Linked DNA regions of Mus musculus: all the other regions are linked to region 1. The links are chromatin contacts, called in public HiChIP or PLAC-seq maps. All regions are on one chromosome and are shown on one strand. Each heading gives the region's core, a stretch centred on a gene start, on an enhancer-like site or on the middle of the called end of the contact. The rest is flanking DNA. Distances are from core to core; before and after follow the strand shown. Region 1 holds the start of 1110004F10Rik (RIKEN cDNA 1110004F10 gene). Region 2 overlaps Insc (INSC spindle orientation adaptor protein). Region 3 has its middle 23 kb from the start of Gm34225.

What was found. HiChIP or PLAC-seq counts read pairs in DNA pulled down with a chosen protein or histone mark.
Region 2: a contact with region 1 is called in an H3K27ac HiChIP or PLAC-seq map of embryonic stem cells, with 3 times the contacts expected there. The contact joins the enhancer-like site here to the promoter of 1110004F10Rik in region 1. A contact is called at or near these places in 3 of 39 promoter capture datasets (cranial neural crest, hippocampal neurons and maxillary cranial neural crest) and 4 of 115 datasets of contacts at active chromatin or transcription factors (astrocytes, embryonic limb bud, embryonic stem cells and 1 more).
Region 3: an H3K4me3 HiChIP or PLAC-seq map of stem cell-derived neural progenitor cells shows a contact between it and region 1, with 4 times the contacts expected there. The contact joins the enhancer-like site here to the promoter of 1110004F10Rik in region 1. A contact is called at or near these places in 5 of 39 promoter capture datasets (the 3T3-L1 cell line, the C10 cell line, cranial neural crest and 2 more) and 3 of 115 datasets of contacts at active chromatin or transcription factors (embryonic forebrain, large pre-B cells and stem cell-derived neural progenitor cells).

Annotation. Positions count from the first base shown.
Region 1 is chr7:116,091,306-116,095,858 of GRCm38.p6, reverse strand. It overlaps 1110004F10Rik (RIKEN cDNA 1110004F10 gene), which reads right to left and starts at 2,479. Exons shown (of 5, transcript NM_019772.2): 1 at 2,334-2,479. The coding sequence starts at 2,396. 1700003G18Rik (RIKEN cDNA 1700003G18 gene) reads left to right here and starts at 2,710. Exons shown (of 4, transcript NR_029433.1): 1 at 2,710-2,797.
Region 2 is chr7:114,815,083-114,819,635 of GRCm38.p6, reverse strand. All of the region lies in intron 7 of Insc (INSC spindle orientation adaptor protein), which reads right to left. Among named protein-coding and RNA genes, the nearest start is that of Gm24982, 15 kb to the left of the region's middle. Within about 2 kb of position 2,220, at least 46 of the 459 cell types and tissues checked have an H3K27ac peak or open chromatin away from gene starts, as enhancers often do. A contact at or near this core is called in embryonic stem cells, where this site is marked.
Region 3 is chr7:114,989,608-114,994,160 of GRCm38.p6, reverse strand. No RefSeq gene overlaps it. Among named protein-coding and RNA genes, the nearest start is that of Gm34225, 23 kb to the left of the region's middle. Within about 2 kb of position 2,705, at least 33 of the 459 cell types and tissues checked have an H3K27ac peak or open chromatin away from gene starts, as enhancers often do. A contact at or near this core is called in stem cell-derived neural progenitor cells, where this site is marked.

The DNA.
Region 1 (4,553 bases), core at 1,230-3,729:
TCACAGTCCAACAAGCAAACCAGTGGGCAGGGAATAAAGGGCGCTAAGGCTCAGAAACTGCATGAGCTGCCCCATGCTCTGGCCACAACCTCTGCTTCTTCCACACATACTGCATGGGGCCAAATTACAAAGCACAGTTGCAGAACTGTAGAAGGCTAAAAACACAACTATCTAAAATCCAACTTTTCCAATTTCCCATTCTCTTTCAAGAATACACTCAGGCTGGGGTTGTAGCTTATACATAAGGCCCAGGTTTCAATGACCAGCACATACATACCCAACAAGAACACAGCAGCAAACATCTTGACAACGTTTTTACCTAAGTAACTCTATTTTTACAATCTCTAATTATATTCTTTTAATGCATCGTTGTTTATTCGTTCTTCCTTTCCAAGAACAGCAAGCACATTTCCAAAATACTACACTCTGAAACACAGTGCCTAATTGTACTTGTGATTCTCCCACTCTGATAGAACAGCTTTCATTATCCACTTCTAGCAAACCAATGAAACCTTAAGAAGCCCTTTTCATTCCTCCTCCCCACAGACTGCAGTCAGGGTGTTACTCCTCATACACATATCCCACTGTACTTGAGACTATTTCTATGTCACCCTTTCCTAGCAGCGCATTCTGAGATATGATATCTATTTCTAGTATCTTCTGGTTTTGTTGCCCTCAATTATGCATCAAATCACTGAATCAGAAAACCTTGCAGCAGATACTAACACATAAACTGATAGTTGATTTTCTAAAATTACCAGGTGTATCTTGAAAATACAGATGAGCTAAACAAACAAAAACATCAAGCAAGGTAATATCCAGTTAGCAGAAAAAATAATAACCATATATAATGGAAACTGAGTTAAGAAAACCACTGTTAAGGGACACATTACTGTATATAGCATAACAACAACAACACAGTCGTCTTTATGATAGTATAGGTAAAGTCACAGGTCCCAATCTTGAAAATGCAATTATAATCACCTATAAATCAACTATCAAGACAACAGTTATAGGATTTGAAATATATCAAAGTTCACCTGGCTAAAAAGTTGTTTTATTTCTGAGTCTATCAAAGCAAGAATGTGTGACATTCTCGGAATCAACTCACAGTTGATATTGGGAGGAAAACAATGTAACAGCTCTTTTACATCTACAATCTAGATCACTAAAAAAACCTAGACAAATTCCTAACAATGCAGAATGGCGGTATTAACAATGGAAGATCTAAATTCCAGTCGCAGGGAAGACAAGGGACATGAATTAATCTCACAGACAACCAGTCATCCCTCCACTCTTTTTTAATTGATTACTAATCTTCCTCACAAGGCTAAAATTTATTCTATTATTACAATTCTGGTCCACACCCCATCTTCCAACCAAAGGAGTGTGGTTCTTAGTATTCTCTCATTAACTACAAAATAATTCAGGGAACCTTTTATGGCTCACAAAGGACTTATGAAAGATGTCAAACTGCACTAAAAGTTACAATTCTGAAGCTGACAGTGTATGAATAAGCGAGACCAGCTTTCATCTGTCTCAAAGATGACTTCCTCATGTCCCCTTCCCACCAACTTCCCCATCAATGTTTCCAAGGGATTTCATTATAGAAGAACCTAATTTTACAAGTTACCTGCAGTTTCTAAACACTATGCTAGAGCTAAGACAAATATAAGCATCCTCTTTATTAATCTTCAATTCCAGTATCTGGCATTGTAGTCAGTACTGAACAGGTTAATAAGGGACAGTTTATTATTTAAACTGATGAGCTGAAGGCATGAGAGGGCAGGAAAAAGGTATCTGACATCAAAATGCGCTTCTGGGTCTCACTCCCTCTGACCTCGCCATTATTCCATCCCCAAACTGTCTACCACAATCTTCGGCTTAATATTGGTCTCTGTTTATTAAGAATGGTGTAGTTAGGGCAGCAATTACCAGTACACTGCAAAAAAGGATTCGGGCTGGAAAATTTGTCCAAATGTGACTGAACATTTCGCGATTGCCAGAGGAGCGTTTTAGACCAATGTCAGGACTATGACATATCTATCCTGAAATGACTAAGAAATGAGCTTCACCGGTTTCCCAAAACGCAAAGACATCTCGATTAAGCTCTTTTTCCTTTTCGACCCTTCTCAGGATTTCCTTCCTCAACCCCCGTTCCTACGCAGGTCTCTGTATCTCAGCTCAGGGCCTCTTCAATCCTTCAGATTCTAGTAGGAAAAGGAAGACATCCCTCGTTGCGCCCCCTTCCTTCGGGCGCTTCTTCCTCCATCCACCCTTCCCGGCCTACCCCAGCCTTCACTAGGCCTCAACCCTCATCCATTGTTATTTACATCGTCGTCGGGGGAGGCTGAACGTTTCACCCCGTGCGGGTGAGACTCCCGGGCAGCACTCATCGTAGCTGGGATCCTGACGGGGATATGCCAAACACACTCGCAGTTCTCCTCAAACGCGACACCAGCAGCCCTCACCCAGCCGCCGGACCAAGCAGCGCCACTCCAGAACGCAGAGCCCCCTCCGGCCCTTCACCGCTACAGTCGTCACTGCTGCGGCCGCTCGTCACCCTGGAGCACACCGGGAGTTGTAGTTTTTTTGGACTCACTCTTTACTGGCCTGACTAAGCCGTCTTCAGTGACTTAAACTACATTTCCCAGGAGGCCGAGCGAAGCATCTCGCGCGGCGTGGCGGGAGAGCCCTCGGAGGCTACGCTTTCTTCGGCGTGTAGAGGGAGCTTTCCCGTGGATGGGTATGGTGGTGATCGTTGGCGGAGAGCTTCGTTGCCACAGACAGACCTAGAGTGGGTTTTCGCCTTTTTGTGTGTGTGAGGTTCTGCCCTGTTAGTAAACACATTCATCATAGTTAAACACATAGACTTAAGTGTAATGTTTGAGGCTTTTTGAATACAAGTTCTCGGCCCAAGACAAAAACCTAAAACATGGCTTCTTCCCCCAGCCTAATGTGTGGTCTCTACTGCTCACACGGGATATTCTAACGTCTTCATTCTCTTCCTTTCCTTCCTTCCTTTCTTTTCTTACTGAATAGAGTTCAGTGTGAAGCTGAAGGCTTGTTAATTGGCTGTTTTGTTTTTCGTTTTTTTTCTAAACAGCTCCACCCCTCAGGAATTGTGGACCGTTTTCCACTGGGCTTAGTGTATTCTAGATAAGAGTGACCCAACTCTCTGATCCCTTTTTAAGGTAGATATTATTTGAAACTTCATCGACTGAAGTCTGTCTGCCAAAAAAAAATCCTGTATCTTTATTATTTTTCTTGGGGTGGGGGTGGGGGGTAAGTTTCCTATATAATAAACCCCTTTAAAGTTACAATACAGTAGCAGTCTCAACCTGTTTCAACTGTCTCCTCAGTCTAGTTGCAAGAGACCACCCCCACCCCGCCCCCTTAGGATGGATACATTCGCTGCCCTTCCCATTTGCAATCTTGTTTCTAGTTCCCTTTTCCTCATTTCCCTGCTCCCTTTCCAGCCCCAACTAAGCTTCCTGCAAGATCTTGTAGTCCAGTGTTCAGATACTGAAGATAAACTTCTGTATGTTATAGCTGAATTTGCATCCACAGGTGAACCTGACATACTGTCAGGATGACTTTCTTGCCCTTACTCATTCTGAAGACTTCCAGCCTTGATTTTTAAAAAGATTTTTTTTTCAAGTATAAACAAATAGTATGACAACAGTACATGGCTAGTCTTAAGTCCCCATACCGAGTGGTCTATGAGACACCTGTCAGTGTCTGTGCTCAGCAGTTACTCTAGTTGAACTACATTTCAGATGACGATGAACCACTGATAGAACTGTGCCCAAAGTGAAACCTGACTATGCCTGTGAACCTAGTGTCTGGGAGGTGGTGAAGGAAGATAAGAAATTCAAGATCATCCTCTTCTAAGTAATGTGTGGTTTGTCAGCCGAGTCTATAGTAAGACCTCCTCTCAAAATAAAAATAAAAAATAAAAATAAAATAAAAACAGTACCCCACCCCCCGCCCCTATCCCAAACATCAGGACTTAGAGCTATGCACACAGGGAAGACAGTTTCTTAATTTATGCAGTCATAGATCCAATTCCTTTATTTTTGAAGCAGAGACTAGCTTTTAAATAAATTATATAAAAATACGGTTAGAGCTATATTTAATAAGCCTAACCAAAACAAACTAATCTCTTATTTCTGTGTTAAACCACAATAAAGGAAAAAAAAAAACCCATGAAGAAAATATTTTTAGAAGTGGTTTTTTAGTCACTAAAATTAAAATATTTTACCTACTAACTTCATGACCCTACTTAGTTTTTATTTAACTTTTATAAATGCAATTACAATGGAATTCCATCGAGGTAACAAAGTAGGATGATTATAATTCACTTCAAATAGATTTGAAAAATTGTAATAAGCACAATTTAGAACTCTTAATGTTACTGGCAAAATAAGATGGCCCAGTAGCTACTTAAAGATAGCTAAGTGACTCTAAGATGAAGAGGATTATTATTAAGGTTAGTAAATATTAAATAATTTTAACTTTAGTAATAGATAAAAGTCCAGGAAATTTTAATG
Region 2 (4,553 bases), core at 971-3,470, 1.3 Mb after region 1:
AAGAAGAGGCCCCAGCCCAGCTCTGAAAATTGAACACGCTCATCATCTCCACAGGTCTTTCTGTCCGTCTGTCTCCCTTTCCCCGTAAGCCTCATCTTTTTTCTCACAGCCCTTCCCTCTCTGTGGGCAATCAACAGGCCCGCCATCACTTGCTCTACACGGTCAGTACCAGAATGTCCAAGGAAGGGCACGCTTCTGGTTCAGTTCCATCCCAATCTGCACTGATGCTCACAGATGTTCACAGTCTCCCATTTCCTTTTGCTGCCAGAAGCCCTGTGTCCCCTGCTCCCAGTGACGCTTCTCCACTCAAAAGCCAAAGGGTAGCCCAGCATCACATTGCTGTGTGTGCCAGAAGCATCACCTCCGCCCCCAGTCAATTCCCCTTTGTAATGTCCCCTAAGGTACAGCCTCTCTTCACCACAGAACTAGCATCATCTTCACAGAGAATTTTCCGTGTTTCCTGAGTCCTTTGGAAGAAATGCACACTAAGTAACATTTTATCCACAGACCAGAGTCTTCTCAGCCCTGGTTGCCCCCACACAGAGAAGGAAGGGAGCGTTCCAAAGCAGGGCACCGGGTCAAAAGGCTGCAAGTTCTGCTCCAATGGCTTCTCGGGAAGCATCCGCGCACACCCAGGGGACAGACACACCCAGGGGACAGGTACCAGAGTTCCCAGCCGAGAGAGCTCAGCACCATCTCGTTTTCCTACTTCACATTGTGTCTTACAAAATCCATTCATACTCCACATGCTACCAGAAAACTTACTAAATGCTATTGGGAAACATCCTCTGGTTCCTTAGAGAGCCACTAGCCACGAGAGAACAGGCATCCGTGCTAATGCCAGCGTGGCAGCCTCTACCCAGGAAGCATCCCCAGCCTTGACTGCTTGCTCTTTATCTCATCTGTCTCACACTGGCTATGCATCCTGGACCACCAGTTCCTCTGTCTGCTTGGAGATGCAATGATTCGAGTCTGAAGAGGGAGAGAGAAAGGAGAATCTGGCACAATGCATGAGGCCCTAGAGTGTAATGGGACTTAGCTCATATCCCACAGAAATATATTCAAATATGTTAGCCATTCTTTCCTTGCTGAAGGACCCGCCCCACTCCTCCATCTGCTGCCTTCACTTCACACAGGACCCTGAAACTGCTGGCAGAGGCTATACCTCACGTCAGCCCCATGGCTGGTGGTAGGAGTGTGTGTGTGTTTGTGTGTGTGTGTGTGTGTGTGTGTGTGTGTGTGTGTGTGTGTCTGAGTCTGTGTCTGTGTGTCTGTGTGTGTGTGTCTGTGTGTGTGTCTGTATGTGTGTCTGTGTCTGTGCAAAGAAATGCAAGCCATTTCCTTGGCAAGCCAAAGGGTGACAGCATCTCCAGCCCCCCACCCCCCACGCCAAAGGGTGATGAGTGGCAGGGAGCATGCTCAGTCATGACCTGGGAGACAGGAGTGTTCTGCCCAACAAACATTGCGCAGAGTCAGAGGCCAAGCCTGATGCCTGGGCTGAATCCCCTCTACCCACAGGATGGAAGGAAAGATGACTAGCTGTCCTTTGACCTCCACATGAGCACCGTGGCACGTGTGCATGGTCACTCTATAACACATGATTAATTAATTAACTGTAAAAGATACATAGCTGATCCTTTGGGGAAGCCTCAGGATTAGGGGCTAGGGGTACAGTAGATTGCAAGATCTGTCTGCATCTTTCACCTAGAGGATCATATTCCTGTAAGAAACGTTGGTTGTCTTGAATTTTAACCATTCCCCCTCCCTCCTTGTATGTCTCAGGATATATTTTCTGGTCCTAACTGCTGATGGTGGGGCCCGTAGCCCAGTAGCCACAGCACTTCCAGGAAAATGCTGCCTCGCGGCCTGGCAGGGCTGCCAGTAGAGCTCTTGTCCACCAGGGGCCGCTGTTGCACAGCACATGGTGTCCCACAGAGCCCCAGTGTGAATCACTTAGGTATCCAGACTGCCTTGCAGCTCCAAAGCTTCAAATTCAGGTTGGAACCGATTGGCAGGAAAGCTGCAGCTCCCAGCTGGCACTCTGGTCAGTACTGGCCCACCATGTCAGTGATATCCTAGTAAAAGCAGAGGGAAAGTACACGGGATGGGAATGGGGGTGGGGTGGGGGTTTGATTCCACCCTTTCAAGCCTTAATCCTCTCTGCTCCTACCCAGGAGACAGACTGAAGTTAGACTGTAAGGGAAAGGAATGAGTCACACTCTTCAGAGAAGACTGGGTCAAGGTTTTCCCCTTCTCTGCCATGCTCCAGTCAGAGCTGACTGTGGCTCTGAGACGCTGGGTTCAGTCCCAGCCTGTTCCCAGGGCAGCTGAATTCATTGTCAGTTACAGGGTGGAAGCAAGACTTGAGTCCCAGAGAGGAGAGGGCAGGATCTGGGGGGTCTGTTTTCAGAGTAGCCCGTCTCTTAATCAAGAGCTTCTCCTGAGAAAAGAAGGGTCTGTGGGTCAAATCATCCAGAGGCCCCTCTCCCCACACAGCCTCACGTAACTATCAGGACTGGATCTAGCAAAGTAAGTCGCTGGCTGCCTTGTGCTGGCTGCCTTGTGCTAGGGCCGCACACTGTGGCCACTACTGCTGCTTTTGAATCGTGGAGGGGAGAAGGGATCTAAGTGGACGAGAGAGGACAGAGAGGACAAGCACGGGGCTCCCACTTTGGCCCTGTGCTTCCTGTTGTCTACCTTTGTCAGTCTTACTTGAACTTTTGTAAATCGGAATGGAGGTAGCCACCACTCCCTGCCTCACTTGAATAACAACTGTGAGATTCAAAAGGGCAACAGGATGGGAGAAACTGCTTAATTTCTTTTAAATGTACTATTTCTGACTCATGACCACCGAGCAGAGCACAGTGGGGAGAGACTTCTAGTAAGCAGGCAATGGAGCCCTCCCCACCGCTACCACCACCGAGCCCACTTCCTCCTGCCCAGGGTCTTTGCCTAGACCTCCCTGTCTCTATTTTCCATGCACCCCAGAGCGTGAAAGGTGAGCTGGCGTGTGATGTAAGCCGCAGTTTCCCTTCCCACGTCCACCCACACCTCAGAGACTTTTTCCTTGGACTTGAAATTAAGCTCTTCTGCTCTCCCCTGATCATCCTTAATTTCTTTATCGATTTTCATTAAACTCTCCCTTTGGCTCCAGGACAAAGTAAACTAACTCCTTATTTCCCCACAAAAGGGGGGGGGGTGATTGGGTAGAAACAAAAGAATGTTCTTCGGGAAGTGAGACTTTCTCTTGTCTAAGGCTAAAGGGAAATTTCTAGAACTGTCTTGAGAGCTGGCTAAAGTTGGCTGAGCACTGGGCTTGGAAAGTTCCTAACCTCTTACAGTCGTAGACCTGTGCCTTTCTGTTCTGCAGGTACCCAGCTCCTCATCTGAACCATATGTTCAGTTAGCACTAGTCCTGATCCTTGGTCCCATTCTTTGAGCCAGCAGTACCTGGCCCTTACTTTAGTCACACCTGGAACTCTTCTGTGGCTGTTGCAAAATCCTTGGCCCCCAGTCTCTTTGGGGGACAATGCAGAGTCTCTCTTGACCACCATGTAAGACAAACAAGATAGACATAGGCAGCATATGTCCCATGCACAGATTCCAACTGGAGACTCAGCGTATTGCTACCCTCCACCAGGAGAGGTAACCATTTCATTGCACAGAAGATGCCAAAAGTCAGAGGGAAGTAACTATCTCCTTGGGACTCTTTCTTCCTCCACAAACCATGCAGTTCTTAACAATGCCAGTCTGTGGTGTCAGGAGAGCAGCTCTGATCTGTCAACCTTGGGAGTTGGGAGTGTCTGCTCTCACTCCATTCTGGGATCTGGGTCTCCCAAATGTGGTCCTGAGAACACTACCATCTCTCTGGGCTCCCCTAATTCACTGAGCATGGAGCTCCTTAGAGACACAAAGTACCACAGATCAATGACCAGCCACAGTGTCCTTTGCATCTCCTATGAATGCTTTCCCCTGCACCTCTGTATACCCACTAGAACTAAATCTCCACTGGCTTTTTGGTTCTCTTTCACCAGGAATCCAGGAATTCTAGAAGTAGGGAGCCTCCTTCAAGTCACAAGCCAGCCTCCACTCTAGCTGTACTTTTGGGCTCTCCACACTTGGCCTTTGGAGCAAGCTGCTTGCCTTCTACCCTGAGCCTAACACAGGAGCAGTTAGTAAGACATGACTATCTGCCAAGGACCAGGAAAAGCATGGCTGACTTCTAGAAGTGTACTGATCCTGGTACCAAAACAGAGGGAGCCTATGGCTGAAGTAAACTAGATTTCTACAGGGAAGACTCCACAGGCCTTTCTAGAGAGACCTTCCCTAAACCAACACCTTGAGCCTAGCTCCAAGGGAACAATCCCTTTGTAGTCCCTATTTCAGAAGGGCTACATCACTTCCTCCTATAAACAGTAACCTCCCAGAGTCCAGTCTCTTCCAAAGCCCTTACCAATAATACTGCCCTGCCCACAATCATGAAAACTGTAATTCAGTCCCACTGTGCACTAAGTGCCATGCATACAATAGTCCCATGAGATTTCAGTGTTTTT
Region 3 (4,553 bases), core at 1,456-3,955, 1.1 Mb after region 1:
CTAAAGATGAACATCACAAGGAGTGGGAAGATAATTATGCACAGTATCAGAATCACATCAGAGTGCTGGGTAACACCCTTAAGCTTCAACCTCTCATAGGAAACCATGTTCCCCTGGAGTGTGTGATACACAGCAGGAATCTTGGCTCCACGAAAGAGAAACTTCATGCCAATCCCAACCCATCCAGGCATCACATTAGAAGGTGTTTTCATCAGTGTCAGAGGTGGTGGCTTCCCTTCTCATCCTTTTCTTCCTGGGTTCTTTCCAAGTGCTCTTAAAGAATCTCCAGTTACGGAGGGAGAAGATAGCTCAGTGAGTAAATTTCCTTCTATAGAGGCATAAGGCTCTGGATTTGGATCCCCAAAATGGTGGCATCCTTCTGTAATCCTAGCACTGGGACAGGGAGACACAGAGATAATTAGAGACCCAGATCATACTGAACAGCCAGTCCTAGCCAGTCAGTGACTGTTGGGTTCACTGGAAGACCTTTTCTCAAAAGATTAGTGGAGAGTGGCTTGGACTTCTGACCCCCATGTGCATGTGCATACTCTTTTAGATACAAAATTACACATGTATACTACACCCACACGCGCGCACACGTGCACGCACACAGAGAGAGAGAGAGAGCGAAAGAGAGTGTCTTCAGTGTAGTCTCCTGGGATACAGTGCAGACTCAAAGATGCAGAATCACTGAGGTTTGTGAGCCAAGATGAAGCATTCAGGCTGAACAGTTTGTAGAGGCTGGAAACTATAGTGATCTAAACTCAAGTGGAAACTATAGTGATCTAAACTCAAGTGGAAACTATAGTGATCTAAACTCAAGTGGAAACTATAGTGATCTAAACTCAAGTGGAAACTATAGTGATATAAACTCAAGTGGCTGTTGATCTAGATTCCACCTGAAGTGTGGTAGTGATGGGGAGAAATTGTCCTGAGAAACCCTTGTTATACATTTCCACCCCAATGCCCCAGCGTCTCAAGCACCTTTTACAGAGTCAAAGCCTGTCTTCATGGCACATCCTGTGGCCTCTCCAGCCGTACAACTACCTGACTTGGCAGCACTAGCCTCTTTGCTGTTCCCTGAACTTCTGAGATTGCCTCTGCTTGTAGCACTTCTTCCAGAGAACCCCACAGCCTCTGCCTCCATCCTGCTATCTTCAGCCTTCCCTTCTGCAGCATGACCAACATGTAGAAAGCAGAGCACACTCCCTGCTTGTAGGTTTCTGACAACGCTTTGACTTGTTCCCCCTCCACAGAATAGCATTTGACTTAACTTCTCTGGGAAGACTTCCTTGACTTAAAAAGAAAAAAAAAACTGACAATTAACTAGCAATTTTTATTTTCTTTACTTACATGCCAAATCCTAGAATTTGGAGTGTCCTCTCTGCCTACACCCAACTATTTGTCTGGTCATCCTGCCTTTCAGGACTTTCCAGTACTGAAAGTACTTCCTGTTTCCATGCCTCATCTCCCTTCTTGGCAGTACTTAGTGGCTTGGCTGATGGTCCTAGGTCCAGCTGTTCACGCACAATCTCTCAGCCCCACCACTAGCTTCTGCAGTTTTTTGCTGCTCCCAGGGATGGGGAAAGGTTCTTATAGGCCCACGGGCACTGTGCCTACCAGCTCTCCCTCTAGAGACTGAGTTGGCCCTGCTATAGTCGTGAAACAGTTTCTTGCTCATCTCCTTAACTTCTGTATATCCTTCACTCACAATTGGTTTGTACCTATACTTTGAGAACTCTGTCAGTCTATCAAGCCTAGGGAATGGTGATACCCACAGTCAACTGTATCTCCACATATCAATGAAGGCATTCAGGACAATCCCCAACAGACATGTCCATATTTTGACCTATTCTAAACAATCCTTCAATTGATATGCTTTCTCCAGAATCTAAGTTGTATCAAGCTGACAGTCAAAACTAACCATAATGCTATGATAACAAAGTGTTGCATGGTGTGATTTCACCATCTTCATTACAGGTGTCATTCCACCTGGACTTCTAAGAATGTACTTGTCTGATAAGACTGCTGATAGGTTTTGCTAAAAATCAACAGAGACATGTTGGGTATGTTTTATAATATTTGAATGGTATATCACCTACACATCCTTCACCCTTCACAGTATATATCACAGTATATATATATATATATATATATATATATATATATATATATATATATATATATATATATATACATACAAAAAACCTTGATTAAGTGAGAGTTGTTTTGCAGAAGTACATAGAGAGGCAAGTTGTCCAGGACTTTCTCTGACAAGCATGAGCTGTCTTCTGTGTGGGGATGGGACAGGGGAATAAATGAATAAATATCTCTTCCAATGCCCTGACAGAGACTCAGGCTTTAGCCCGACTTCTTCATCAACTGTGAGAAAGCCATTAAGGCTTTGTAAGCCTTTTCTCTGGGTTTCCCTTGAATCCATTGCCTGAATGTAGTCCTTTACCAGGAAACCCTAGCCCTCTTGCCTCCCATGTTCCTGGACAGAAACAAGGGAGATGTGGTGAGAAAACTTTCTTAGGGGGTCGGGTAACTGATACCTGCTCTGGGAAACCCTTTTCTTTCTCCTCACCCCCACAGGGCTGCAAACCCATGCCCAAGGCTTTCCTTGGAAGGCAACCCTGGGACCTGGGTGTGGGAGGCATAAAGGCTCCATTGTTCTTCCCTGGCAAAGGCGGCGACTGATGAAGTACACAGGGCAGGCTGCCCAGCCAAGCTATCTCCTGATGGTTGCTCTCAGAAGTCACTGTTAAAGAGATTTAGCAGACCACAATGTATCCTGAGGCCAGAGCAAACAGAGATATGCACGCAAATCCTCCTCCTCCAGTCTTCCACACTGTTGATCTATTTGAGAGAACTGTCGCTCATGTCCTCAGTGAAGCCTGAAGTAGTTGTCACTATGTGCAGGGCCACCTTTTCTCAGCTGCAGCATCTCACTAGGCCAGACAGCAGGAAGTGTAGAGTCTATTTCTGATCCATGGTGACAGAAGGTCAATAAAATGAGAGCAAGTCTGAGGCGATGTTTTCATTCCCTCTTCTACTCAGCACCTGCTTATTGGGTCCCTGAGCATTGGACACATAATGTTAACAAAACCCTGTCCTTTTCCTAGTCATAACACTCAGTAACAGTCACATAATCAGGTGACTACATTTTTTTTTCTTTTTAAACATTAGAGGATCCCATGTAGCCAAGGCTAACCTTGAACATCTGATCCTCTTACCTCCACTTCCCCAGAGCTAGGATTGTCCCGGATGTACCATGACACCCAGTTTATGTGGTGATGGTGATAGAACACAGGGCTTCACATGTGCTAAGCAAGCACTTTACCAACTGAGCCAACCCCTAGCCACATAGAGTTTATCTCAAAGTAGAGGAAGGCACACTCTCAAGGGAGTATAGAAGACAATGGCCAAGGACCCATTACCCTAACTACATGTTGGATAGGCCTTAACTTACTTTCTAAAGTTTTAGAACAAGTAGCTTCTTCTGACTTAGTCCTGACCAGGTTTGGAGGAGCTCACACAAGAAGAAGCAATGACGTGCCTTTGTTCACCAGAACATCTCTAGCTAGATGGCAATCTTTTAAGAGCTGGTTTTTCTAGAGCTAGGTTAAAATAGTTACCTATTAATATCCTTGTGGGCAGATCAAGATATGACTGATGTCCCGATATTCTGGTTATTAATCTAAATCAATTCTTTTGTTCTAGTACTTAGGTTTTATAGGCTGTTGAATATGAGGTAGGTGTCCAGTGCTGTTTTCTCAAAACAAAATAATATGTAACCAGGTACTTAACAATAATGGTTTTACTATTCTGTCTGATACAAAATGGAAGATCTCTTCCCAGATACTCCTGTTCAAAAAGGTATCCTTTTGGGTCACTGATCTTCCCTCCTAGCAGCATGGCAGACAGGACTCAGACCCTGAGAGATAACTCAAAACTCATCAAGATGAGCATGACAGATGTAACCACTGGTCACCAGTGATTTGTGACTTTAACTCAGCTGCATACTCTAGTCATAGAAGTCTAGGCAAAAAAGTTAAAAACTATGTTCCTCAGTCTAACCAGTAAAGTCAGGGTCTACATGGCTGAAGTGAGTCCCAGGTGTGAGTGTAGCTAATCTTTCCAGGTGATTTTAACATTAGAGCCAAAGTGAGAAGTTCTAAATGTTACCTACATCACCAACACAGAATGTTGAGATGACCTGGCCTCTAGTGCCATTACTAACTGCTTGGTCCAAATCATAACAGCATATTCGTAACTCTTAGAGTAACAAAGGATAGACGATAAATCTGTGGACAACGACTTTTAAGATATTATTTTAAGAAAGAGAAAAAAAATGGTGCTGTGTAAGAGATGTGTTTTATCTGAAACAAAGCGCCACGATCTTACTAATCTGAAAGGACCTCAGAGGTCGCCAAATGCCATCTCTACCTGCCAATTCTAAGCAATAGGATCAGAGATCAAATGAAAAGGGGTTTATACTCTTACAAAGAACAAAGCCAGGTGCTTTTTTTCTCCAAGGTCAATGGCAAAAT